Regions from separate parts of the Mus musculus genome. Here regions 1, 2, 3, 4, 5 and 6 are each linked to region 7. The links are chromatin contacts, called in public HiChIP or PLAC-seq and promoter capture Hi-C maps. All regions are on one chromosome and are shown on one strand. Each heading gives the region's core, a stretch centred on a gene start, on an enhancer-like site or on the middle of the called end of the contact. The rest is flanking DNA. Distances are from core to core; before and after follow the strand shown. Region 1 holds the start of Sh3yl1 (Sh3 domain YSC-like 1). Region 2 has its middle 19 kb from the start of Cmpk2. Region 3 holds the start of Cmpk2 (cytidine monophosphate (UMP-CMP) kinase 2, mitochondrial). Region 4 holds the start of Bcap29 (B cell receptor associated protein 29). Region 5 holds the start of Dld (dihydrolipoamide dehydrogenase). Region 6 holds the start of Rnf144a (ring finger protein 144A). Region 7 holds the start of Rnaseh1 (ribonuclease H1).

The links. Promoter capture Hi-C pulls out the DNA fragments that hold promoters and counts their contacts. HiChIP or PLAC-seq counts read pairs in DNA pulled down with a chosen protein or histone mark.
Region 1: a contact with region 7 is called in an H3K27ac HiChIP or PLAC-seq map of thymic regulatory T cells, with 13 times the contacts expected there. The contact joins the promoter of Sh3yl1 here to the promoter of Rnaseh1 in region 7. A contact is called at or near these places in 2 of 39 promoter capture datasets (the 3T3-L1 cell line and pre-B cells), 2 of 484 Hi-C or Micro-C datasets (CD4 T cells and CD8 T cells) and 2 of 115 datasets of contacts at active chromatin or transcription factors (large pre-B cells and thymic regulatory T cells).
Region 2: a promoter capture Hi-C map of cranial neural crest shows a contact between it and region 7. The contact joins the enhancer-like site here to the promoter of Rnaseh1 in region 7. A contact is called at or near these places in 2 of 39 promoter capture datasets (cranial neural crest and hematopoietic stem and progenitor cells).
Region 3: a contact with region 7 is called in a promoter capture Hi-C map of pre-B cells, with 2.7 times the contacts expected there. The contact joins the promoter of Cmpk2 here to the promoter of Rnaseh1 in region 7. A contact is called at or near these places in 8 of 39 promoter capture datasets (the 3T3-L1 cell line, the C10 cell line, cranial neural crest and 5 more) and 1 of 9 other capture datasets (macrophages).
Region 4: a contact with region 7 is called in a promoter capture Hi-C map of pre-B cells, with 6 times the contacts expected there. The contact joins the promoter of Bcap29 here to the promoter of Rnaseh1 in region 7. A contact is called at or near these places in 4 of 39 promoter capture datasets (embryonic stem cells, liver, neutrophils and 1 more), 1 of 484 Hi-C or Micro-C datasets (CD4 T cells), 1 of 115 datasets of contacts at active chromatin or transcription factors (large pre-B cells) and 2 of 9 other capture datasets (adipose tissue and liver).
Region 5: a contact with region 7 is called in a promoter capture Hi-C map of pre-B cells. The contact joins the promoter of Dld here to the promoter of Rnaseh1 in region 7. A contact is called at or near these places in 3 of 39 promoter capture datasets (the C10 cell line, liver and pre-B cells) and 1 of 484 Hi-C or Micro-C datasets (CD8 T cells).
Region 6: a contact with region 7 is called in a promoter capture Hi-C map of pre-B cells, with 2.6 times the contacts expected there. The contact joins the promoter of Rnf144a here to the promoter of Rnaseh1 in region 7. A contact is called at or near these places in 2 of 39 promoter capture datasets (cranial neural crest and pre-B cells) and 2 of 115 datasets of contacts at active chromatin or transcription factors (fibro-adipogenic progenitors and large pre-B cells).

What each region holds. Positions count from the first base shown.
Region 1 is chr12:30,910,114-30,913,471 of GRCm38.p6, reverse strand. Sh3yl1 (Sh3 domain YSC-like 1) reads right to left here and starts at 1,803. Exons shown (of 10, transcript NM_013709.5): 1 at 1,245-1,803. The coding sequence starts at 1,245. It overlaps Acp1 (acid phosphatase 1, soluble), which reads left to right and starts at 1,860. Exons shown (of 6, transcript NM_021330.4): 1 at 1,860-1,982. The coding sequence starts at 1,940.
Region 2 is chr12:26,486,860-26,490,327 of GRCm38.p6, reverse strand. It overlaps the pseudogene Gm46344. Among named protein-coding and RNA genes, the nearest start is that of Cmpk2, 19 kb to the right of the region's middle. Within about 2 kb of position 1,882, at least 16 of the 459 cell types and tissues checked have an H3K27ac peak or open chromatin away from gene starts, as enhancers often do.
Region 3 is chr12:26,467,632-26,470,976 of GRCm38.p6, reverse strand. It overlaps Cmpk2 (cytidine monophosphate (UMP-CMP) kinase 2, mitochondrial), which reads right to left and starts at 1,762. Exons shown (of 5, transcript NM_020557.4): 1 at 951-1,762. The coding sequence starts at 1,625.
Region 4 is chr12:31,632,907-31,636,286 of GRCm38.p6, reverse strand. Bcap29 (B cell receptor associated protein 29) reads left to right here and starts at 1,629. Exons shown (of 8, transcript NM_001164090.1): 1 at 1,629-1,682; 2 at 1,907-2,024. The coding sequence starts at 1,933.
Region 5 is chr12:31,349,916-31,353,379 of GRCm38.p6, reverse strand. Dld (dihydrolipoamide dehydrogenase) reads left to right here and starts at 1,909. Exons shown (of 14, transcript NM_007861.5): 1 at 1,909-2,079. The coding sequence starts at 2,041.
Region 6 is chr12:26,413,659-26,417,344 of GRCm38.p6, reverse strand. It overlaps Rnf144a (ring finger protein 144A), which reads left to right and starts at 2,083. Exons shown (of 10, transcript NM_001081977.2): 1 at 2,083-2,244. Mir6538 (microRNA 6538) reads left to right here and starts at 2,335; the gene lies at 2,335-2,444.
Region 7 is chr12:28,648,318-28,651,873 of GRCm38.p6, reverse strand. Rnaseh1 (ribonuclease H1) reads right to left here and starts at 2,272. Exons shown (of 8, transcript NM_011275.3): 1 at 2,058-2,272. The coding sequence starts at 2,185.

The sequences.
Region 1 (3,358 bases), core at 554-3,053, 2.3 Mb before region 7:
ATCAATTAAAAAAAACCAGAGTAAATGTAACCAGAGTTTTAAAGCTAATTTTCTTTGAAAGGTAAAAAAGAGAAAAAACAAAAACCAAGGTAATATTGACTTATTTCACAGACATTGAACACAGTGAGCCAATAACCAATTCTCCTTAGTTAAGATGCAACAAACAGGATGAATGTTATCACTTAGTCTATTTTAACCTCCAACATAGCAATTTACAAACAACCAGATGCTACTATGGTATTTCAATAACAGGCCACAGAGCAGAATAAAACAGCACCTTCAACCCAGCCGTGTTATTCTCTAAACTTTGTGTACAAGTGAACTAACTCATTAGTAATCGAAACATTTCCTCATATCTCAAGGAAAATACCTGGGCCAGCAGGAATACAGAACCTGTTCACTTGGTAAACACAGAACAGGGCAAGGCTTCTGCCCCAGGCCAGGGCATTCCTCCATGGAGGTGGTTACTTCAAGTCTTTCTTCCCTGGTCTGCCTTGGCAGGGCAGTAGTAACATCTGTTGAAAAGAAGCCGGCACATTTTGCCAGGGGAGAAACCTGCTTCCTATTGTTACCTATTCCTATTGTTCAGAGCACTAAAAGAAAACAAAACAAACAAAACAAAACAATAACCAAACCAAACAAAAAAAACCATACAGGCACTATATACTAGAGATGCAGCAATCAAATTACCCTCCACACCACCCCTTTGTAAAGTATCGCAGAACCAAAGACACTGTGTCAAAGTCCTGACACCTCTACCTCTGGAAGTCCCAAACGCATGTGAGCCCCTCCCCTAGGGACTATCCTTTCCCAGAGATCACATTCCCACAAAGGCCCTACACAACCCCCAATCTGCACCTCCTTCATCTGTGTCAAGTACACAGGATGCCAATTCTCAAAACAATTTGAAACCAGAAGATGGTAAAACATCAGATATTAGGGGAAAAATAACAAAATGAAAGTCTGTCTTCAAAACTGGAAATGCTGGAGGAAAAAAAATTTTTTTTCTGCAATGAAGCGGAACGACTGTGGTTAACAATCAACCAAAACCTTTAGCCAGGAGTGTAGAAAACTAATCTTGAGTTCTGAGGATTTACAAAAGGATCCGTGCAGTATGATCTTGGTGGATGCGCCCAGACAAACCCAGGGACTTGACTGTTTTCTCTCCTCTTTCACAACGCCCATCGCAAGAGGAAGAGTTGCCGCGGTGCCGACACGCCCCAGCCGCTCAGACCCTTACTCACTGGTGCCTGCCGCTCCTCTCGGTACCCGAGCTCCTCACTCCAGTCCAGGAAGAGGAAAGCGTTCTCCTTGGTCCGCCTCCCTGACGGGACCCGCCCAGCGGGCGCACACCTGACCCAGGTAAGGGAATAGGTGTATGCCCTGTTTTTGCCAAAGCGATCACTGGTCCTATACCCTTGCTCAGAACGTAGCTCATCTGCGTCCACCCGCCTCATTCCTTTGAAGCCTTGTAAATCACCCCCTCTTCTTAATCGGGGAAACCCACTGCTAAGTACCGTGGCCCGGCCTGGGGTCGGTGGTCCAAAGGGGTAACTTAGCTTGGAAGGGCGGGTAGCTCCGATCGGAGGAGCCACCCTAGGAGGCTCTGCAAGCCGCTATCCTTGAGTTCATTGGCTGCCCTGGCACATCCTAATCCTCCCTGCTCAACACCGTGCCACCCAAGCTGCTCTGGGGGTCGCCCCGCGTTCACCCCGCCCTCACTCCTTAGACGTGCGACCTGGGCAGAGCTCAGAGTGAACGCTAGCCCGGGCTGCCAACCCGAACGCCTAAGCCCCGCCCTCTAGGCGACTTCTGGCCCCGCCTCTGGCCGCGTACGAACGTGGGGCGGCGGACTGCGCATGTCCACGGTCAGAACCCTGGCAGTGCGCATGCGCCTCGTCCCGACGCGGTTTCTGGGCGCCAGGGTCTGCACCGAAACATGGCAGAGGTTGGGTCCAAGTCAGTGCTGTTCGTGTGTCTCGGTAAGGACTCGCCGACTTAAGGGTCTTTTTCTTTGGGACCCTGAAGTGCTCTCCCTGTTAGGCTTCCGAACAAGAGCGCTGGGCGGAGGAAGCAGATCAGAAGGCCTTGGCTGGGCCCGCGTCTGAGCACATACTCGTTTGTCTGCCTTTTTCATATGCATCCCCCATCATCTGGTACTCCTCTGAGCCCGAGATCTGTGTAATTTTTGTCCCAGATTATGCCCTTCCAAAGCCCATGTCACCCTTCCGAGTGCCCTTCAACCACAAATCTTTGTGCGAGTTCTCTCTCTCAAGCCCGTAGACCCCTCTCACTTGCTCCTCCTCTTTTAAGTCTGAGAGTCGCCCATCATCTGCTTTGGCAGTTACTTCCAAATCTCTGTGCTGAAAAATATCCAACCAAAACAACTTTAGGGAGAACAGATTTGTTTTGACTCAGTTTCAGAGGTTCAGGCCCCTTTTGAATGGTTGTAGATTCTGGGCTTGTGGTGAGGCAAGGCATCATGGTCCTTCAAGGTGGCCAGAGCATGAGTCAGGGACTATTTGCTCCTGTGGACGGGAATCACAGAAGGGGAGAGTAGAGAGCAAGACAAGCGTTAGCCCCAAGAGCACGCATCGGGATGTATTTTCTTCTGCTCAGCCACACTTGTATCTTTCATTACCTCCAGTCATTTCCTCATATTTTGAATCTACTGGGTTAAACCATTGACTAGGTCAGTGCCCTTATGATCACATCCTCGGGGGATAAGCCATCACCGACGTCCTGAGAGTTGTCTTTTTCTAATCAGTTAAGGTCTCGATGACGATTAATCATCATCCCTGTTATTCCCTCATGCTCTTGTCCGTCACCTAACTTGCTTTTCTTCCTTTGAACCCTCTCACCTGCTAACTGGCCCAGGTGGCTTCATATCTGTAGTGTGACTCTCTAAGCTGGCCCCTTCTATTAGAACAGCTGGAGTTCTTGCCGGAAACCCCCACCCCCACCCCTGTTCCCCATTGTGCCAACGTGAGCCTAGGTTACAGGAAGACCATTCTGTGACAGGTTTGTTTGATGTCATCCTTGGGTCACAGTTGCTATGGTTCTCAGCCAGTCTCTTTTCTTTAGGTCTCTCTGAAACCTTGGTTTTCAGTCCCTAGGACAATTACTCATGCCATGTGAAAAACAGTTTGTTTTTAAATGAATAATCTTTTAAGTACCTTCTAACACAGAATTTCAACCTTGATTCTCCTTTACATAATATGCAATTCTTTCTTTTTTCAGAGTTCTTGCCTCCTTGACTCCACCCTGAGGGGCAAGGGTTAAATTGTCAACAGTCCAGCTATTTGTCTTTTGTCCTCTGCTTTTCCTACAGAGTGACACTCCTCTTTAGGCTAGAAGT
Region 2 (3,468 bases), core at 633-3,132, 2.2 Mb after region 7:
TAGATGTAAGTGTGAAAAGTACTCAAGAATTTGAGCCAATTAGGCTGATGAGAGGTACCAAGTTAGGTAGAGGAATAGTGAAGGTCTGTTATGCTAGAAGGAGAACTGAATGAAGCTCTTAGGGAGATGAATAGCTGGGGCATCCATTAGAACTCACTATTGAAGGGATCTCATTGCATGCAGTTCAATGATTAGACTGTAGGGGCAGTAGAGTGCCATGCCAGTGGGGCTAGGGGGTGGGTGGGGTGGGGGATGGGGTGGGGGGGAATGATTTACTCTTACTTCCCAGGGAGACAAAGGGTGTGAAACTAAAAAGGAATGAGATGAGTGGTCACCTATTTACTAGTCCTTTTACGGTCCCTGGGGAAACTCAGAGGAGAGTCTTTATGCAAAAGATTCACTTACTTAAAGGCATTGTGGAAAGAGATATATATAGAATACACAATATGCAAAATCAACACTTTCCCAAGTTGTTGAGACACACCAATACCCTGTACTACCATCTTGTTAGACACGGGAATGATGTAAGTGAATCACATTTTAATTCAGATGAAGCAATGGCCTAGTGGAAATAGGGGACCCATAGAACTCTTGGAATCAGGTCCTGATTTGTAAAAAGATAAATAGAAGCCCACAGACAAAGGATGACTTCTTAGAGATCATACACACCCAGTTGGAAAAGATACTAGCTCTGCTTGCAGCCTGGTATTCCTCCGTCTATCAACCTGTATATATGCACAGAAGACACAGCCATCATTTTAAATGAAGAAACAAGACCATATAGTTCTGTAAACATTTCACCTGAAAGACACATCTTCAACTCCACTAACTCTATAGCACTTTACATTTAGTGCAAACTTTTTGCAAGTAAAAAGAGCCAAGAAATGCAGGCTGCAACACTCAGAGGTTTAGGGGAGCTCTTTGTGTTGTTGCTTTCAGTTGATTTTGTTTTCAATTAAAACTCAGAAAATAATCTTCCCCAGCTCAGAGATGAACCAGGACTGCATTAGAATTGGAAGAGCCAACCCAGCAGGTGAGCCAGAAGTGAACTGTGATTGCACCCTTGTTTTGCAGAAATGGAACACATCCTCAATTATGTCAAAATAAGCAGGGTCATTAATATCATGAATGTTAATAAAAATGTTGGAAACTCCACAGGAAAAAGTTTACGATGTGTTTTCTAAACCCTGGTATGTTGATGGCTGTTTAGTCATTCCAAGAGCTGAGACCTTGTAGGCACCATTATTAGCAGGATCCAACATAAGCAGTACCATTTACTTGGAATGCTATGAAATGAGGGGACCAGGGAGGGGACATTTTGAAAACAAATGAACAAGTACACATAAAAACAGAGAATGTTTCTTCATGCCAGATCCCAAATCGTAAACCTTGCAAGGAAGAAAATATGAGTGTATGCCTGTGTGTAAGTATGATTGTGTATTATTTACTGTCCCTGATATGCTGACACAAGCCATCAAGTTATAAAAAGCACTAGAGAAAGAGTTGCAGAATTTATTACTCTGGCATGCATCTGCTGTTACAAATTAGATGACCCAGAGCAGGGCAGGTCCCTCTCTGGGCCTCATTTTCCACAACTATTAAAGAGATTGAGCCCCGTGATCACCATGGCCTTTCTTTGAATATTTTTCTGACCTCGGGGCTGTATTTAGAATTCTTGAAGCACGAAATTAGCCACTTTGAAAGACTTGCTACTTTGACCTAGAAATGTTCTTCAGTCTGTCCTTTGTTTCCCCATTAGAGACGGCATTTAAATAAAAATGAAAGGAACTACTGTTGTTTTTCCAGGCGGTGCAGTTTGTGCTTAATGAGAAAAGTGGTTATCAAGCAAACAGAGCAGCTCTCCTGGAAATGAGCGAAATAGGCACTTTTCCTCCCTCTAGTGGGAATGGAGTGGACTGTCGCTCAGTTCAGTAGACCGTGAGCCTCAGACCACAAGCAAAAAGGCAAGCAAAAGGAAGTGGGGTTGAGCCGAAGGTTTTCCACAAAGGCATCTTGCACATAACACTTCCTTAAAGGAGCTCCAGATTCAAAAATAAAAAGCTCCGAAGGAGAATTGAGCCAAGGCATGGTCATCAAATACAACCCATGCAGGCTGAAGAGACGGTTTGCCAATTTAGTTTATCCCTTTCTGTGTCTTAAAATTGGCTCTTGTGTGGAAATCACAAAGCATGCGAGTGAGGCAGTCTAGAAAGACTAGCTGGGCAGAGTTTAGCGCTCTGGGAAGCAAGAATGCACCTATCAGAGTGCGGTACAGGGAGATGCGAGTTTCCACTTAGTTTTCAATGCCTGATGCATGTCCTAGATGGGTCTCTTCTAAGTCTCGGGGATCTTGGCTGACACCCCAAACCAAGTCATTTACCCCGGCCTGGGTTTATCTCACAAAACTATACACATTACAAGAGGACCATAGTGAGGATGTGTCTGCCTCCCCACTGAGGGAGCTTTTCTGCTCCTTGCAATTTGAGGGGATACAAAGGGACAGGAGCAAAGAGTGACACATAGTGACATCAGGACTTGAAGACATTCATACTCAGCTGTCCTGTAATTGCCATGCTAGGAACTCTTATTTATTCATTCATTCACTCATTCATTCATTTTGAGAGTCTCAAGCATAGAGCTTTCTATGTAGTCAGAACCTACCTTTATTGACATAAAAGCCACCACTCTCATCTTAAAGGGAATAAGAGACAGTTTATTCTGGAGCCATTTATGATTGATCATGGCCTAGAAACACAGATTTAGGTTACCCCAAACTCCGTGTTCCAATACGAACACAGTTTCATAGGATTTTTACAGTGTTACAGAACAAAGAAAGTGAATAAATCAAAGTGAGTTCAAAATACATTGGTGGGTATACCAGAGAGGCAGGTACAGGGAAATGAAGGAAGCTTTTGGATAGGCCCAAGATGCTAGATGGTGACACACTCAGCTCTTGGATTGGTACAAGCTAGTGTCCCTCTAAGTTAATAGCTTCAAAGAGGTATTTATCTATTTATTTATTTATTTATTTATTTATACTATTTCTATTATATTTTATTTATCATGTGGTTTTAGTTTAGATACAGAATGAGGCAAGAAATGGCTATTCCCAAAAACTGCAACTAGCCCAGGATACCGTAATTAGCATCTGAACCTACAAAATTCCAGTCTCTCCACAGTCCTGAAGTTCTAATCAGTGTGCCCGTCTCTGCAGACAGACATTTTCTAGGAGTTTTTTGCCAGACACAGCTTCTTTTCCCAAGTTTTTGCTCACACCTTAAACTTCTGATCCTCCTGCTTCCACCTCCGGGTACTGGGGTTACAGGCATGCAGCACAGTAGCTGTTTTGTGCAGCATTGGGGAGCGATACCCAGGGATTTTTCTCCATGCTAGACAAGCATTCTACCAAGTGAATTACATTCTCAGCTTGGAAAGTTTCTTTTCAAAAGTAAAACCTCGCTTTCCGCG
Region 3 (3,345 bases), core at 513-3,012, 2.2 Mb after region 7:
CTGCTGAGAATCTGAAGTTCCTCACTGTTCATCCCTACATCCCATGCCCCTAAGACCTTCATCTGAGGCCCGCTTTCATTCACTGGTATGCTCCCTGCGAGCAAGGTACGCTCCAAAGAGCTTTGTAAGCATTAGACCGGTCAATCTGTGTAAATGCTTCTGCTATTACCACCTTATGGACTAAGAAAAGTGAGGCAGAGTGTTGAAGAAACAAGCTGAAAGTGAGTAATTGACAAATGCCAGACATCTGCCCGGCTAACCAAGGGCTTTTTGCCATCCTCTAGCCCTGCCCCACCATTTGTAATACCGTATTAACTACAGAAACCAGCAGGCCCCAAGCACTGCTTGGGTGTAACACAATCTTAGGCTTTTCCTTGAAGACTCTGTTACAAATCCCTTATCCCTCCATCACAGGAACATTTACAGATGACAGGGGTGTGTGTGTTGGGGATATGGGGGGATAAAAGCAAAAAAAAAAAAAAACAAAAAACAAAAACAAAAAACTCTTGAGCAGTTGAGTGACCGCATATGGCCCACAAACCAGTTGAATACTTACATGCTCTTACACTCTCCGATGCACATAGCATCTCCTGCACCACAAGATCCCAGATTGGTAGCAAATGCCCAGCAAATTATCCCTTTATCTAGCTGACTTCCTTCTCCTGATTTCCAGGGGACTCTACTCCCCCTGCAGGCTTTTGAGAATGAATGTATTAGCAGAAAGCATTGCTCAGCCAGGTAGGTGTTGGATGCACGAGCCACTAAGTTGACAGAAACCTACACACGAAATATTGAAGGCAGCATCCGTGTCTAACACAGAGCCTACCTGTGTTGCCTACACCACCTGGCTCGTGAATAAGAATAAACAAACCAAGCCGAAAGCACTTGATTGGCCAACCAAAGTGCTGAGTCCCCAGCTCCACTCAGTCCCCAAGGGAAAGAACTCTTACCTCTTCCAAGACAGCCCTTGCCGCGTCCCGGTCTTGGAACACCGCAGAGTTAAGCAGATCTGGCAGCAATGGGTGCAGATGAGGTTCCTGTGCCGGCAGGACGCATGCGCAGTCCACCTGCACCTGCCTGTCTCCCTGCAACTCCCACAGACGCTGCCACAGCAAACCCTGGGAGTCGGCCTGGAACTCGGCCAACTGCGGGCGCGCCGCCTCCTGGCAGGAGCCCAGAAGCTGGAGCAAGTCGCGCCGAGTGTCCGGGTGGTCGCAAGGGTCCCGCAGCAGGAAGCCATGCTGGGCTTCGCCGGCCTGATCGCCCGGACCATAGCCCAGAAGCTTGCTCAGTTGGCATCTCTGTAAAGGACCCCGGCGCAGCTGCTGCAGCAGGCGATGGTGCACCCGGGCCGCCTGCACCCGGGGCCCGCAGCCTTCGCCTGGAGCCAGGGGCACACACAGCGCGTAGCTGCGCCCTGGGGGGCCGAGCAGCTCTGCCAGGCGTGCATCCCTGTGGTCTGTTGCATCCCCCAGGACGAAGTGAGTCAGGGAGCAATCTGGCAGCTCCACAGTGAAGCGCCGCGGCCGAGCCATGGTCCCCATGCAGGCCTGGTGTCGCCCGCACAGCCTCCGCGACAGACGCCCGAGCCACAGTGGGGCTCGAGGGCGGCTTATTAGGGCCATGGGTGTCCCGGGCCGCGCCCTCCGCCACGCCTCGGAAACGAAACCGCGGTGACCACAGACCCAGGATCCCCGGGAAACGAAAGTGAAGGCAGCTGTGGCTGAGACCTCCAGTGTGGCCGAGCTACTCCCGGGCTTGGGCTTCTCCTCCCACCACAGCCGCGCCTTTAACTGTCGGCAGCGGTTAGGAAATTCTGGCCCTGGGGCTCTGGCGGGTTGCTAACACTGGTGTGGTCCCCTGGCAACGCCTGCTCTTGAGAATTCCAGGCTCTCCTGAGGAATCAGCTTTGTCTGGCTTGGTTCTGTAGTGGCAGGTGATCCTAGCTCCAGTTTTGGAACTCTAGGATACTTACTTATGTTGTATGAGGACTTGGGGAGCTGGAGACAGAGGCGCAAAGGGATCACATCAAGAAAACACGCCGCCACCACCACCACCACCCCCGCCCCCCAACACACACACACACACACACACACACACACACACACACACACACACAGAGAGAGAGAGAGAGAGAGAGAGAGAGAGAGAGAGAGAGAGAGAGAGAGCGCTTCATGACCCACCTGTCCACAGGCACCTGACCTCCTTCAGGTACCTGGCCTCAATTTACCTTGCAGTAACTTCAGGCCTGAAGCGTATTTGGGCAGCTTTTCAACTTTGCAAATGAGGGACTCCTCCAGGGTGCCCTTTGCTCACGTGGGATGCAAACTGGAATATGTGGCCAGGTTGTCACATTAAGTAATTGCCAATCAAAATTTCCTGCATCAATGTCCTGTGTTTGTTTTGAATTTTTTGTTTCTCTCTGTGTGTGTCTCTCTCTGTCTCTCTGTCTCTCTATCTCTGTCTCTCTGTGTGTGTGTGTTTCTGTCTCTGTTTCTGTCTCTGTCTCTCTCTCTCTCTCTCTCTCTCTCTCCCTCTCTCTCTCTCTCTCTCTCTCTGTGTGTGTGTGTGTGTGTGTGTGTGTGTGTGTGTGTGTGTGTGTGTGTGTGTGTGTTGGCTATGTTTTAGAAGTCTTAAGACCGTCTCAACCTTGCTGGTTCACAGTAAAGATAGGTGTTTCAGTGAGGCTCCCAGCTTAAGATTTATCCCCACACAAGGAAGGTGTAAGGCCAGGGTGAGCAGACTGTCAGTTGTGTTGGTAGAGCAAAAAGATGCAATGCACAACTGACCCTGGAGTGAGCTGTCCAAGGAACACAACACCTCCGGCAGTTTGCTACAGGGACCTCTGTGAAATTACTGCCTGGCAGACCTGCTAGAGTCTCAGATTATAATTGTTGGAAATAAATATTTTTGGTCACACACACACAATCACACACAGAGAGACACAGAAATGAAAGTAACCCTGCAAGACAATTTTTTGTTTGTTTTTAGGATATTCTTTTTTTTTAAATTATTTTCTTTATTTACATTTCAAATGTTGTCCCCTTTCCTAGTTTCCCCTCTGAAAATCCCCTATCCCCTCCCCCTCCCTCTGCTCCACAACCCACTCACTCCCATTCTTGGCCCTGGCATTCACCTGTACTGGGGCATAGAACCTTCATAAGACCAAGGGCCTTTCCTCCCACTGATGACCGACTAGGCCATCCTCTGCTACATATGCAGCTAGAGCCATGAGTCCAACATGTGTTTTCTTTGATTTGTGTTTTAGTCCCAGGGAGCTCTAGGGGTACTTATTAGTTCATATTGTTCCTCCTATGGGGCTGCAAACCCCTTCAGCTTCTTGGG
Region 4 (3,380 bases), core at 380-2,879, 3.0 Mb before region 7:
AAAACAAGAAACAAGAAAACGAGAAAACAAGAAAACGTGAGCAAGTGGTGAGGGAGACATTGCCATCCACCTTTGCCCTCCACCACCATATACATGTGCACTCGCAAAGAAGGTTCTAAAGAGCGTACCATAGATTTAAGCACAGACATTTTTTTGTTTTGTTTTTTTGTTTTTTGTTTTTTCGAGACAGGGTTTCTCTGTATAGCCCTGGCTGTCCTGGAACTCACTCTGTAGACCAGGCTGGCCTCGAACTCAGAAATTTGCCTGCCTCTGCCTCCCAAGTGCTGGGATTAAAGGCATGCGCCACCATTCCCGGCGCATAGACATTTCTAATAGACACTTAGCAGAAGGACACTACAAACCCAAATGAACATGGGCTGCTCAAAAGTCATGATTAAATTAAGCATCTGAGCAACTGCACAACAGCCTTACAGGGGATTTTTAACCTTTTGAAGTTACATTCTGAGATTTGCAAATATTCACATATGTTGAAAACCTGGAAGTATTTGGAGTTCCCTTTTAGATTCCTAGTTTTGTTAATAAAAGAATGCCAAAGCTTTTTTTAAAGGGCAATACTATTAATTTGGAATTAAAAACAAACAAAACAAAACAAAAAAAAAAGGTAGCCAAGGGGATGGAGAAGAGGAGGAAAAAGACAAAAGTTACATCTTTAGGCATAAAGGGTCCAATAACACTGCCTTGTTCAGAAATGAAGGTCTACCAGTACTTCCGGGAGGGGGCAGGTATTCAGAAATGAGAAAGCCCATTATCAGCAGAAAGCTTGCTTAGGCTTTTGGCCATCCACTAAAGAAAAACAGAGGCAGGTGTTAGGCTTTTCTGAATTAGAACCCAGAAAACCAAGCAAGCTTACTACTGCCACAGGGCAGAAGGAAGCTCCTTCAAGGAGTGCCATCTTGGGATGTGTAAGTGCTGCGTCGTATTAATGGAATAATTATCCCTCCCACCTCTTTAACACATCTCCAAGTGAATCCTTTTTCCTGGATAGTGAACTCCTGGCCAGCTTAATGGAGACAGTATGTAATGTAGTATGTAATGTTATCGGGATGCCAAGTCTCTACTTGGAGCAGGGATATTACAGGAATTGACCAGAAAGCCTAAGGAGAGGCAGTAGTTAGGTTTTTCTTTCTAGTGTTACCAGGGAAACCAGAGGTGGAATGCAAAGTTAACCAAGCATGAGAGCATCCACCCTCAAAGGTTTCTGGGGCCTATCTAGTTACCTAAGGGAATATGGTTAGGTAAAGGAGTAGACCCAGCAGTTCCCACAAGTTGCCTGGTCTTGCCTATGGGCACGGTAGGACCAGGAAAACAGCATGCAAAACACAAAACGCTCCACAGACCCCCCAGGCCTGGGCCATGACTTAAATTCAGTTTAGCTCCGGGCAGGGAGGCAGGTTACCACCCTAGGGCACCTGGCTGGGTCCCACCATAGACCCGGGCCCTGGCTCCCGTCATCCGGCATCAGCCGCATCGGGGATCAGCCCTCCGGGGATACCGAGCCCACGTGGAGGAGCCTCGGCCGCCTCACGCCGCGCACCAGGAAACAAGGGCCGCGGGAGGCGCGGTCGCGCCAGTGTGACCTCAGCCGGGCCCGGCGCGCTCCCGGCGGCGTGGGACGTGCGCGCGCAGGCGGGCGGCGGGGCACGCGGAGCGATCGGCGGCGGGTAAGCCTGACGGGCGGCGGGCGGCCCCGCTGCTGACCTCGCGTCCGGCGGCTCGGGCCGCGGCGTTCTGCGGCCCGAGCCACCTCGGGACCGGGGAAGAACCTGCGGGGCCGTCCGGCGCACTGCCTCGTCACCCGGAGTTAGGCGAACTCCCGGCAGGCCCCACGCCGCGTGTCTGGCCGTTCACCCATGTTTCTCTAAAATTGAAATCTTTCTCTGTATAGGTGTGAAGAAAAAACAAAACAAAACGATGACAATCCAATGGGCGGCGGTTGCCAGCTTTCTTTATGCTGAAATAGGACTCATTTTACTCTTCTGTCTGCCCTTTATTCCTCCACAGAGGTAGGAAACCGTCAGATCCTTAACAGTACCAAATGTTTGATTAGCTTCTTCAGGCTACGGCGTGCGATGCTCTTTGTAAGGTTAGAAAGTTTTGGGAGGGCCGGCGGGGTGGCTCAGTAGGTAAAGGGCCCTTGCAGCCAAGGGAGAGAATTTCAGTTCGATACCCAGAAACCACCTGGTGGAAGGGGAACCGACTCCACAAAGTTGTCTTCTGACCGCCACACTTCCACCCTGGGACGCCCAGAAACACCCATGCACGCACATAAACACATGATGAATACACATGCATACATACAACAAATGGATAATTAAATAAAAGATGGGAGCCAATTATATAAAAGGTAGTCTTTAAAAATGAAACTCAAATTTGCAATCTGGTAACTATTAAAATTCTACTTTATATAAAGCTTGATTCTGTGTACAAATAGATTTTCACCTCCTTTTTAAAAGAACCTAGGTTTTTTTGGGGGGTGGGTGTCTTGATTACAGGTATAATAAAGCCATGGTTATGCCTTGGACATCTTTCCTGTCTATATATCTATATTCTCTCTCTCCTCTCTCCTTCCTCCCCCTTCATCCTCTTCCCCCACCCCCCACCGCCTCTTCATTTCTCTCCTTCCTCTTCCCCCTCTTCCTCTCTCCCTCCCCTTCCCCTAAACTGCCCTGCATTTGAGCAGAGAAATAAAAGGATGGGTGCAAAACTGTTTACTTGGGACAATAAAATGGACTGGCTCAGGGTCCACGCAGTCTTTCAAAAACTTGAAACTCCTCATCTGCTTGGTTTGCAGCTCTTCTCTGTCCTGGTCTCCACACCATGCCCTTTCCTTCCCTCACAAGAAGCAGTAACTCATACTGTAGGAAGGGATGTACCAAGTTCTTCCCACCAACCATGGGTTCTATAGATCACATGCTTAAGGCCAGAAAGGCTCTGTTCCATAACCTAAGTCACCTAACTGGTCAGTGTCAGACTCCAGATGAGATCCTTAGCTTACAGTCACACAATGCTGTCCCTGTTCTTTCTACCTCAGATTTCAAGCAGACATATTTGGTACTACTTATGACAGTCTCACACATATTCAAGAAGTCATTTTTTTTATGCACAACAGATTTATAAATAAGGCTTAGAGCTTTGATAAAAAGAAGTCATCAGGAGGATTGATAGAGCAGTCTTTTTCTTCTTGCCATTTACAGTTTTGTACCCATCCTGATCTAGTAGCTGTTAGATGAAAGTGTGAATCGGTGCACATGACATATGAATATTGTCATGTAAGAACATGTGGTACACATGTACAGGAATCATCTGTGCCCCTCCATGTGTTTATCCACAGTGTGTATGTCAGTCATAATCTTTCAAAG
Region 5 (3,464 bases), core at 660-3,159, 2.7 Mb before region 7:
CGCTGTTTGACAATCTCTGGGAGGTACGTCTGATTGCATGAGGGTTGAGTGTCCTAGTGTTCTTCCCCCATGAAAAACGGCATGGGAGCAGGTCAGGGTTGCTCTGGGTAAAACCCTGTGAGCCTAAGAGTCAATCCTGTACATGGCCCCTATTTCTGCACACTGGGGATCAGACCTCTATCTTCACCCACGGAGCTTGCTTCAAAAGAATATAAAAGGGGGAATTGTGGGAAGCCATTCCAGACTCCCTGGCCAGCCCAGACGGAAATCTGTGCCAGGCAGTAAACAAGCCCATATTTGGTGGATGGCTAGCCCTTAATCCCTGATTGGCTGAGCAAGCCTTCCTGGTGAGGTGATGTGACCTGTGGTGATTGGTTGAGGCGTGGTTATGGCTTGAGTGGATAAAAACACTTGTACCCCGAGAGGCGGGGGATTTGAAGAGAGAAGCTGCCTGAGTAAACTGCTTTAAGAAGAACCGGTGGTTGCGTTTTCCTTGCTGGTCGAGTTGGATGCAACAATAAATGGAGATCATTGACCAGTATTTGATCATACGTCTACCTTTAGCTGTATGGGACCCGGAAAAGACAATGCTATTCTGAATACCCATCTGTCCAGCTGAACAATCTCTTATCTTATGAAAGGGGAAAACAAGGGCTTAAGATGTAACTCAGGTGAAGAATGCTTGCCTGGTATACTAGAAGCTCTGGGTTCCGTTCCCAGCAATCAGCAACACATGGTGGTGGGCACCTGTAATCCCAGCACTCAGGAGATGAAGGCAAGAGGACTATAAATTCAAGGTCATTCTAAGCTCTATATTGAGTTTGAAGCCAGTCTGGGACACATGAGACACTCTCTCAAGAAACCAAAAAGGGGTTGTGGTGGTGATTAATATTTGGTAACAGCTAGCTTTCGTCATAACATTAAAAAATCATTTATTCATGTCTTTTTCCTTCTAAATGGGCATAGATAGGTAAGAAGTAATATTCATCTAATCCCTAACTCTATGGAGTTCAGTACAGTGCCTGGGCTGTAAACTTTTGAGAAGTATAGAGTTAAGGTTTAAACTAGAGACTGTTATTACAAAGTGGTATCAGACCTTAAATCTCTGTGCTCAATTTTTTTTTTTTTTTTGTTTTTGTTTTTGTTTTTCGAGATAGGGAGCTCTGGCTGTCCTGGAACTCACTCTGTAGACCAGGCTGGCCTGGCCTCGAACTGAGAAATCTGCCTGCCTCTGCCTCCCGAGTGCTGGGATTAAAGGCGTAGCCCACCACGCCAGGCTCTGTGCTCAATCTTATAGACAACAGTTAGCAATCTTTTAGGTGCACTCTCAATGAAAACCTAACACCTCACCCACCATCCCAACCCTTCTAGTTTCTTCTACAAGGGAGGCGTGCTTTCAAAATACAAAAATAGAAGGGAGCTTGTTTTCTATACTTTTTGTTAGCGCAGTTTTCAGAACAGGATGTTGGTGAAGAAAGGTTCAAGCCTATCCTTTCCATTGCCTTCGAGAACAGAGATTGTAAACCAGCCGTTAAAATCAAAGCCTTTGTTCGTAGAGCTGCAGTTACCTCTCCTTTGCTTTCTTTAACCTCTCAGGGCTCCATCCAGAAAATGCAAACAGTTCATACGGTTTTTGTAAAGCTAGATAAAGCCTACTGCCCACGAATATCTAGCACAACCATAAGCTTGTCAAGTTGTCAAACTTTTCTTCCTTTCCTATTTAAACTTTACTTTCTGTGGGCTTTACTGAAGAAACAACATTTTTATTTATCTAGTTCGTCTTTCAAGGATAATTTGCAACTCTACTCCAGTCATTTGAGCAACAGTTCTCCAATTCCCCAGCTGCCACAAAGCGCAGCGCCCTTCACGACAGCGCACGACGAAGCGACCGGAAAGCCTCTGCCTTTCGGGCCAATCGCGCTGCTCCTCGGCGATGACGTATATGTTGCGCAGGCGCAGGGTGGGGAGACCTTGGATAAGTCTTACCAGGCGTTCAGCGGAGGTGAAAACCCCTGGTTGGAGGGACGGGACCGAGGGACGATGCAGAGCTGGAGTCGTGTGTACCGCTCCTTGGCCAAGGTGAGGGCGGCCCGCGAGGGGATGATGCTGGACCACAGGCACTTAGACGCCCGCTGTGGGCCCGGACGCGGCCTGCCGCCGGGAACCGCCGCGGCCCCGCCTCTATGCCGGCTCGGTGCGGCCTCCCGAGGCAGCGGGGAGCGCGAGCCCGGGCTCGGGAGGGCCCTGCTGCGGAATGACTGCCCGCAGCCCCACACGACCCGGACGCTGGTCCAGGGGCCTGGGCCCTCCCCCAGTTTCGGGGAGGAGTAAATGACCCTTGCCACGCGCGGCCTGCCCCTTCCTACCTTTCGCCTCATCCTAATGACCCGGGGGGTGGCCTACTCTCCTACGGCGGGGAAGTAACCTTGAGGCCCGACTGGCCCAGACGTGGTCAGCTCCAACACACCGTCCCGCGAGTTCCTCCTCCAAGGATCTGTTTTCATTCACGTCTCTAAACTAGTGCACCCTGCCATCAGTCAGGCCCTGGGGCTTATAGTTTTAATTGCAGCGGTTTGTCGTCCAAACAACTTTCCCATTTCACCTGCCAATTGACAGCTGCCAAATTGAATGTATGAGGCCTAGTGGCAGGGTAGCAGGATAACTTTAGGGACAATACAGAAATGAGACTCTTCACGGCTGAGCCGTCTGTGTCTTTAAAAGTTAATGTAACACGCAAAATGTCACTGTTTTAGGGAGAAGGTGAGCCGCGTCTCTCAGTACAGACAGTTCTTTGTTCCTCTTTGGTTGGCATATCTTGATCTCAGGTGCAGAAGTTGTCTTCAAGTAAAAAACCTTGCTGCATCAGAGTATATTGTCGCTGCTGTCCATTGCTTACTCGCTGTGATAGGAGCTGGAAGTGTGCTTTCTTTATGTGGCCCTGGCCTTAGGAAATGGTAGTCACACTGCTTAGAGAGTGTGAGATTATGATGCAATTTGTGGGACTTCCAGAATGTGAGGCCACTCCGTTGTTGGTACATTTTCCTAGTCCAGTTGGTGGCTTAAGAACATCTTTATAGATCTTATAAGTGATTACAGACTGTTAAGTAGATTTGTTAGGAAGCAGAATGACAGATGAAATGAATATCATTGAAATACTTAAATACCTGAATTCAAAGTTTTGGGATTTTAATTAGAATACTAAACTGATCCTTGGCAATAAAATTAACAATGCTTTCTGAAGTTTTAATAAAACTGTAAGCCATTAAATATATTTTTATTAGATTTAATATGAAATGGTTCATTGAATGTTCATAATAATAAGGCAGACCTGGCAAGGTAAGATTGTGAAAGTTTAATATTATGGACAAAAAAGGGAAATTGGTAGGATACCTGTTTGCGGCAGAGAAAGTCCATTAGTATTATTGCTTGATACATTTGCCCCAGTTGTCATCGACCTTTTAAAT
Region 6 (3,686 bases), core at 834-3,333, 2.2 Mb after region 7:
GGACTCAGACCATCTCCCCAGGAATAGTTACATAGCATTAGCCAGCCCGTCAGGTCACTGGTGTGACGATGCACAGGTTAGCACGTAAGGTCTGGGAGGTGTCATCTATGCATTTTGATGGGGGTGGATTTTTCACCTACCCACAGAGATTCATAGGCAGTGTGTTACCAGTCCTTTGTGTCATGGACAACACGGGAAGCCTCAGTCAAGCTGCAAGTCTTCCACTTGCTGTGAGCTTCCAGCCCCCCTCCCCCAGCAGACTCTCAATCCTTCATTCATAACTTTGCTCCCCAACCAGGCCTGGGGAGGTGTGAAAACATTTCTCTCAGAGCTCAGGCCTTCAGGCAAAACTATTTCTATCTTTCAGTGAGAGGCCGAAGCAACAAAGTGCTGTTGTTAGGATTCTTCACACTGTGTGCTTTCTTGAACAAAGGCATTTATACAGAGTCTGATGCAAGCCAAAGCTCTAGGAGGCCACGTGTGTCCTTGTTTTGTTTTGGCTTTTGCCTATTGGACATAGGCTCTCACTTATCTAGTCCAGGCTGGCCTTGACTTTGCAATCCTCCTAGCTCAGCCCTCAGAATGCTAGGCTTATTTGTGTGAGGCACGGTATCTATCAAGTGTGTGTCTTTGAAGATTTGAAACATTCAGCCCAGTAACTGGTGATGGTATCGGATGAGGGGCTGGGGAGACAGCTTGGTCACTACAGTGCTTGCCATGCAGGCCTGAGGACCTGAGTTTAATAACCAGCATCCATGTAAGAATACAGATGTGGTGCATGCTCAGCATCCTAGCACTGGATAATGGGGGTTGGGGTAGAGGCAGAAGGTCTCCTGGAACTTGCTGGCCAACAGGTCTGCATGAATTAAAGGGGTTTAGGTTCAGAATATACAGTAGAGAAAAAGAGGTGAACACCCCAGCATTGACTTTTGGCTTGCACTCACATACACATGTATAAACACAAATATGCACCTGGGAATGTAGCAGCAGACGGTAGATGGTACAGAGCTTTTAATCCTGTTTTAATTCTCTAGGGGAAAACTAGAGAAGTTGAGTTAGCAAATGGAGGCTCTCCAGTCCCCCAGCCAAAGAACGCAGTCCACAGCTGTTTGGACCCAAAGTGCTTGAGCAGAACATCTTAGGAGAGAGAGAGAGAGAGAGAGAGAGAGAGAGAGAGAGAGAGAGAGAGAGAGAGAGAGAGAGAGAGAGAGAGAACGCACACAAGTGTGGTGTGTGTGTGTATGTGTGTGTGTGTGTGTGTCTTGGATCCCCCCAAGGGCCTTCCCTAGTTAACTCCCACCTCCTGACATTCCCAGAGCCTCTCAGAAATATCTTTACCAGATGCAGACCAAGCGTTCAGAACACATGCCTGTGGGAACATTTCATTCTAGCCTTAATACATACTCAAAAGGTTCACCCATTTTTGCACGTTTGACATGAACTTCCAGGACCTACCAGAGGGATTGCAAGATAATAACTTATGGGAATTCCCATCCACTGGTGGATCTTAGGCTCTAAGGGAAAGAAACGAAATGCTTTGGCTTGTGCTTCATATATATGCACAGAGCCTCAGCCTCAGGTCCAAGCAGGTTGAGGACTCTTCTCATTCATTTGCATTATCAGAAGTTAGGGTGAAAAGATGATTCTTTCATAGTATTCATGGTAAACTACTCACAGGCAGGATAGCTGTCGGGCAGGTTCTGGCAAGTCCAGAGACTTGCTGTAATTTGCATAGACAGACTACTCTAGAGGGTCCCAGATACTTCACTGAGTGAGATTTCCAGCTTCTGACTGGTAGGGTCGGGATTTTTCACTCGTTTCTTTCTAGCTGTTGGCACTCGTTCTTCTAGTATTGAAAACAGGGGTCCAACTTCAGGAGGACTCATTGCCCCCTTGTCCCGCCACCCCCACCCCCCAACTGATCTGGGCCCTCCCTTTGGCATTGCTGGGGGCTGCTCGCCTGGTCCTGGTGCATGGACATTAAGGCACCTCTGAACGGCAGGGGGCGCTGGCGTGCAAACTGGCTCTGCCTCCCGCGCCCGCGCTTAGTGCGCGCTCGCGCCCCGTCGACCCCGCGCGCAGTTCTCAGGGCGCAGGGCGGGGAGGCATAAAGGGCGCTGCGCTGCGGGGCGGGCTGCACGCGGGAGGCTGACGGGGCAGCGGCACCCGCGAGCCGGCACCGGGCGGGGCCATCACAGCCACGCGCAAAGAGGCCGAGCGGGAGCCCGGACCGCGCGGGACCAGGTGGGTGACGCGCGCGTCCCCTTTGTGTCGGCATCGCCCGAGCGGGCCGCGCGGGATAAGGCTGTGCGGGGCTGGTTTCGGCCCCCTAACCCGTGCTGCCGGGCGGGGACCCCGCGGGCTCCGGGGCGGCGATGGGGACTATGCTCCGGGATTCCGCTGGGTGACGGCCGCGTCCTCCTGGCCGCTTGCACTTGGGGATCGCGCGCCACGGAGAAGTCTCCAGCCGCAGGCGCGGGGTGTGCTTTGCTGGAGTGGCCCGGGTGGGCGGCCGTCTGCAGGCCTTGGGTGGACTCCCGCCGTGACCTGGACATGGGCAGAGCGAGGGCGTGGGGAAGGTCGGGTCCGTTCTGGCCAGTGGCAGTCGCGAGTACCCCGCAGTGCTTAGCCGCGCCTGGCCGTGGGCATGGTCCTCTGCTAGCCTCTGGCCCAGGAGTCTCCGTGTCCCTTGTACCCCTCTTGCCCAAGGAAGTCCCCTCAGGACTCTCGTATCCCGTGCTCCGCATTGCTCCCGGTTTTCTACACCATCCGTGGAGCTCAGAGATTGTATCGCTCCTCCTGCTAAAACTGAAGGCTTCCTGGCCGCCGCCGTTGCGCGGGAAGAGGCGACTTCTTCACCCTAGGCGGGTCTCTGGTGGTCGCACTTAAAGTTTGCTCTAGTTCTTGTTTTGGTCTCTTTTTTTCAGAGAATACTTTAAAGTATACTTATTTTGAACAGTCCTACAGCCTGCTTGGTACAGGGTCAAAGGCCAAGTAACAAGGAGAGCTAGACAAGGCTCTGGGAAACCTTCCCAGGGTTCCTGTGTCCTAGGATTAGAAGGACAGTCCAATCTTGCTTAGGACAGTTCTAGGAAGGAAGGGCCTTCCAGGCGTGGTGTCTGGGAGACAGGTCCTTCTCAATGACCCCGGCCAGGGTAGTAGTTTAGACGGCTAAGAGACGCACATAAACACAGTAGCAGACAGAAGGAAAGGTGGTCAGTGTGCCCTCCGATGAGAGAGCAGAGACAGGGGCCTTTCTAAAGGAGGGATGTGGAATCAGATGACCAGTGGGGCGTAGCCAGGGTGGGGGAAAAAGCACCAGCAAAGGAATGCAGAGTGTGAAGAACCGTTCCCACGGGGTTGCCTCCTTGGCTCCCAAAGAGCCAAAGTTTCGCTCCTCTTCAGCCATACCATTGGTCTGGACTACTTTTTCCAGTGTCTTCCACAGTTTTGCTCTTATTACATTTTAAAGACTGCTAGGGAAGTATATCTGGAGGGGGTTTTGAATTGCAGGTGGAGACTCTGGACTTGGCCTCTGTTGAGTGGGACTCATGGGTGGTCTTGCAGGAGGACTACAAACAGTAAGTACTTCATGCTTCAGGGTGGCTATAGCAGTGTTAAAGGGCCAGGTGCCCCCGGTCGGGTTTTAAGTCAGACACCACCCTTTGCCATACACACCCATTTTA
Region 7 (3,556 bases), core at 1,023-3,522:
ATGAAAGTAGAGAGTTCTCTTGAGCTTCTGCCCCGCAGTGCCCTTTATTTGCACCAGGGATCAGTCGGTGTTGTAAAGCCTACAGGTTTAGTGAATAGATGATGCCAGTGAACTACATTAGCACAGATGCAGAACAATCTCATGCCTTAGAAACCCCCCACAGGGGGCTGGGTGGTGGTGCGTGCGTGCCTATAATCCCACACTTGGAGGCAGTGGCAGGAGAAGCACAAGTTCAACGCCACACGAATCTATGTGCAGGTTGCAGGCCAGCCAGTGCCTCATAGAAACTCAGTCTCAAAAACACCTGAGTTTGAGAGTGCACACCTGTGATCCCAGCACTTGAGAAGTAGAGACAAAGGGTCAGAAGTTCAAGGTCACCTTTGATTTATAGCTAGTTCAGTTGAAGGCCAACCTAAGACACACAAGACCCTGACAGGAAACAAAGCCTGTCTGCTTTCACAGTCACCTCTCCTCAGTTCGAAGCCCTTAAAAGCACTGATTTGTTTTGCAATCTCTACTAGTTCCAGGATCCCATATAGTCGGAATCCCACACTGTAGATCATTTCAAATTGGCTTTTCCTTTTAGCAGGGTATAGTTAGTGCTTCTTCATACTATTTCATCTTTCATAACTCATTTCAAGTCTGCATAATATTCCATAACTTTACCAACTCACTGTCTACTGGAAACTTGGCTTCCAAGTTTTGTCAATTATGAATTAAATCTCCGTACATGATTAAGTGCAGCTTAATGTGAAGGCATAGCTTTCCCCATTTTTTTATTTCCTCAAGACAGAGTTTCTGTGTGTAGCCCTGGCTGTCCTGAAACTCCTTTTGTAGACCAGGCTGGCCTGGAATTCAGAGATGCACATGTCTCTGCCTCCCAGCCTCCTGAGTGCGGGGATTTAAAGGCTTGTGCCACTATGCCTGGCCCAGTGTCTTTTCTAGAGCAGGAGTTTTTAACTGAATGAAGTTTAACATACAAGGACTTTTCATGGATTATAGGTTTGGTGTTGTATGGTGAGTCAAAGGGATCTGCTGTCAATTCCTTGGGACAAAGGTCACACCTCAATTTGGTTTCATTTTACATGTTAAGACCTGACAGCCCATTCTGCTAAATGCCATCCAATCCAAATAGCATACTAATACCACAAGGTCTTCCACAACTCCAGCACATACTAAAATTTTGTTATCTTTAAGACTCAATCACAGAAAAAGGGTTGGCAGTGGATATATTTCTTCCTTAGTACTGTCTCAGCTGTGCCTAGGGAAACATCCAGGTCACAGGGACAACAAACCTTGATATTAGAAGTTAGCTGTCATATACTCCCAAACCTGGACTTAAGCCCCGATTCTGCCTCTCATTTGACCTGGGAACTGCCACAGTACCGGTGAAACTGAAAACTTCATCTTGCCTCCAAGGGCTGCGACATGGATCCAAAGGCAAAGACCAGCTTCTGGCTTGAGACTCTCCACCTCTCCCCCTCCCTCATCTCTTCCACAGCCCATGCTGGCCTCTAACTTGTAGTGATCCTCCTGCCTCCACCTCAACAGTGCTGGAATTACAAACATGTGACAACACATCTCACCACGATTTTCCTTCTTAAAAACAGTCGGGGATGAGGATGTAGCTCAGCTGCTGGCCTAGTATGCACAAGCCCTGGGTTCAAACACCTGCAGTACACAAATTGAGCATAACGGTGCCTATCTGAAATCCCTGCGTTTGGTTAGTGAAGGCAGAAAGACCAGAAGTTCAATTTGGCACATAATCGGCTCGAGAAAAGTCACCCAGTAGGTATGAAAAATGTTTAAAAGATGAAAACACGAGGAAGTTGGGCGTGGTGGCCCAAACCAATGAGCTCAGCAGTCTGGACTACATGAGGTCCTGTGTCAAAAAACAAAACACCCACACACAGGAACGATCAGAACGTGGGAAGCCTTGTGTAAATTCTGGCTGCGGTGACCATGTGTTCTCTTTGGGAGGATTTGACTACAACACGGAAGGGCTAAACGAGCTGTTAGGTGTTTAGAATAAAGGGCTCCGCCAGGCTCCGTCTCACCAACTCAGGAAGACTCCGGTCCTGCGGCCTCTCCTCACCGCATAGAACATCCCGAGCCCGCAAATGCCTCGCCTCAGGCGTACGACGGCCAGTGTCACTGTGCGGGACAGCGGCAGCAGCCAGCGCATCACTCACGCCAGCGCGGCAACCCACATTGCTGCCCGCGAGCCTCCCGCCGGCGAGCCGACACACTTCCGGCTCAGGAAGGTGACGTCGCGAGGCGCCCGTCGCGGAGAGGGGCGGGGCCGAGGATTGTGTCTTCGGTTTCTTAGACGTCGGTGGAGACGTTCGGCCTGGAGACAGAGGTGTTTCCCAGCTGCCGAGTGCCTAGTCCAATCCCAGCACAGCAAAACTGATTTGGAAGCGAGAGGAAGAGGGGAAAGAAGGAATGAGAGGATGATGGCCGAATGAGGGAATAGATGTGAAGACAATGAGCCCCTGTAAAACTACATCCCATATTCTAGGATGCCCAACTCTGCAGAATAGGGTTCCCCTCCCCTTTGCCAGCAATGAATGAGAAGATGTCATGAATACATAACAACACTCTGGCCATATAATTCTGGACTACATAGAATGAAGCAAGTCACTGTTGCAAACTGGGGAATCGTTTTTATAACCCAAAATCAACTAAAATTTTAAAATCTACTCCTTAGGGACTACCAAGGCGACTTTGAAAGTGAAGGCACTTGCCACCAAGCTTAACAACTCTCCCACAAGTTGTCCTCTGACCTTCGCACATATGCACCAATGATAATGCACGCACACACCAACACATAGATGCAATTTTAAAGTAATAAATGTATATTCCTTGAAGTCATGAGTATGAAAAGTTTTTCTAAATATAAAGAAAAAATAGGGAAGGGAAAATTTCCCTTTAATGGTTGTCTCTGATTGTTTGCCCTTCAGCCAGCTGTCGGTGTGGTTTGTAGAATGTAAAGCAACTCTACCCTTCTCTTTCCTTTAGAAATCAGTTGTTTATTTATGTATTACTTTAGTTCATGTGTATGAGTGTTTCGCTTGCATCTATGTTTGTGCCACAGACATACTTTCTGCCCACAGAGGTCAGGAAATGGCATTGGCTCCCCTGGGATTGGAACTCAAGCCTTTGCAAAAGCAGCCACTATTCTTAATGAGTGAGCCATCTCTCCAGCGCCACCAGAGTTTTTGTTTGTTTGTTTGTTTTTTAATATTTGAAGCCAGACATGGTGCCTCAAACCTATTATCCCAGTACTGTGTAGACTACAGCAAGAGGATTACTGCAAGTTCAAGGGCAGTCTTGGCTACACGATGAATCCTGGCACTGGAGATTGAAATTAGGGTCTCACATATATTGGGCATAGGCCCTGCCAGAACTTCCTCTCATCCCTTCTTTTTATTTCTATGTAGCAAGTATTAATGTCTATCAACTCAAATAAAACCTCAAAATACCAACAATATTCTAAAGTTTAAAAAAGGGGGTAAGAAAGAAAAAAAAAGAAAAAAAAAAAAAACAAAAGAAG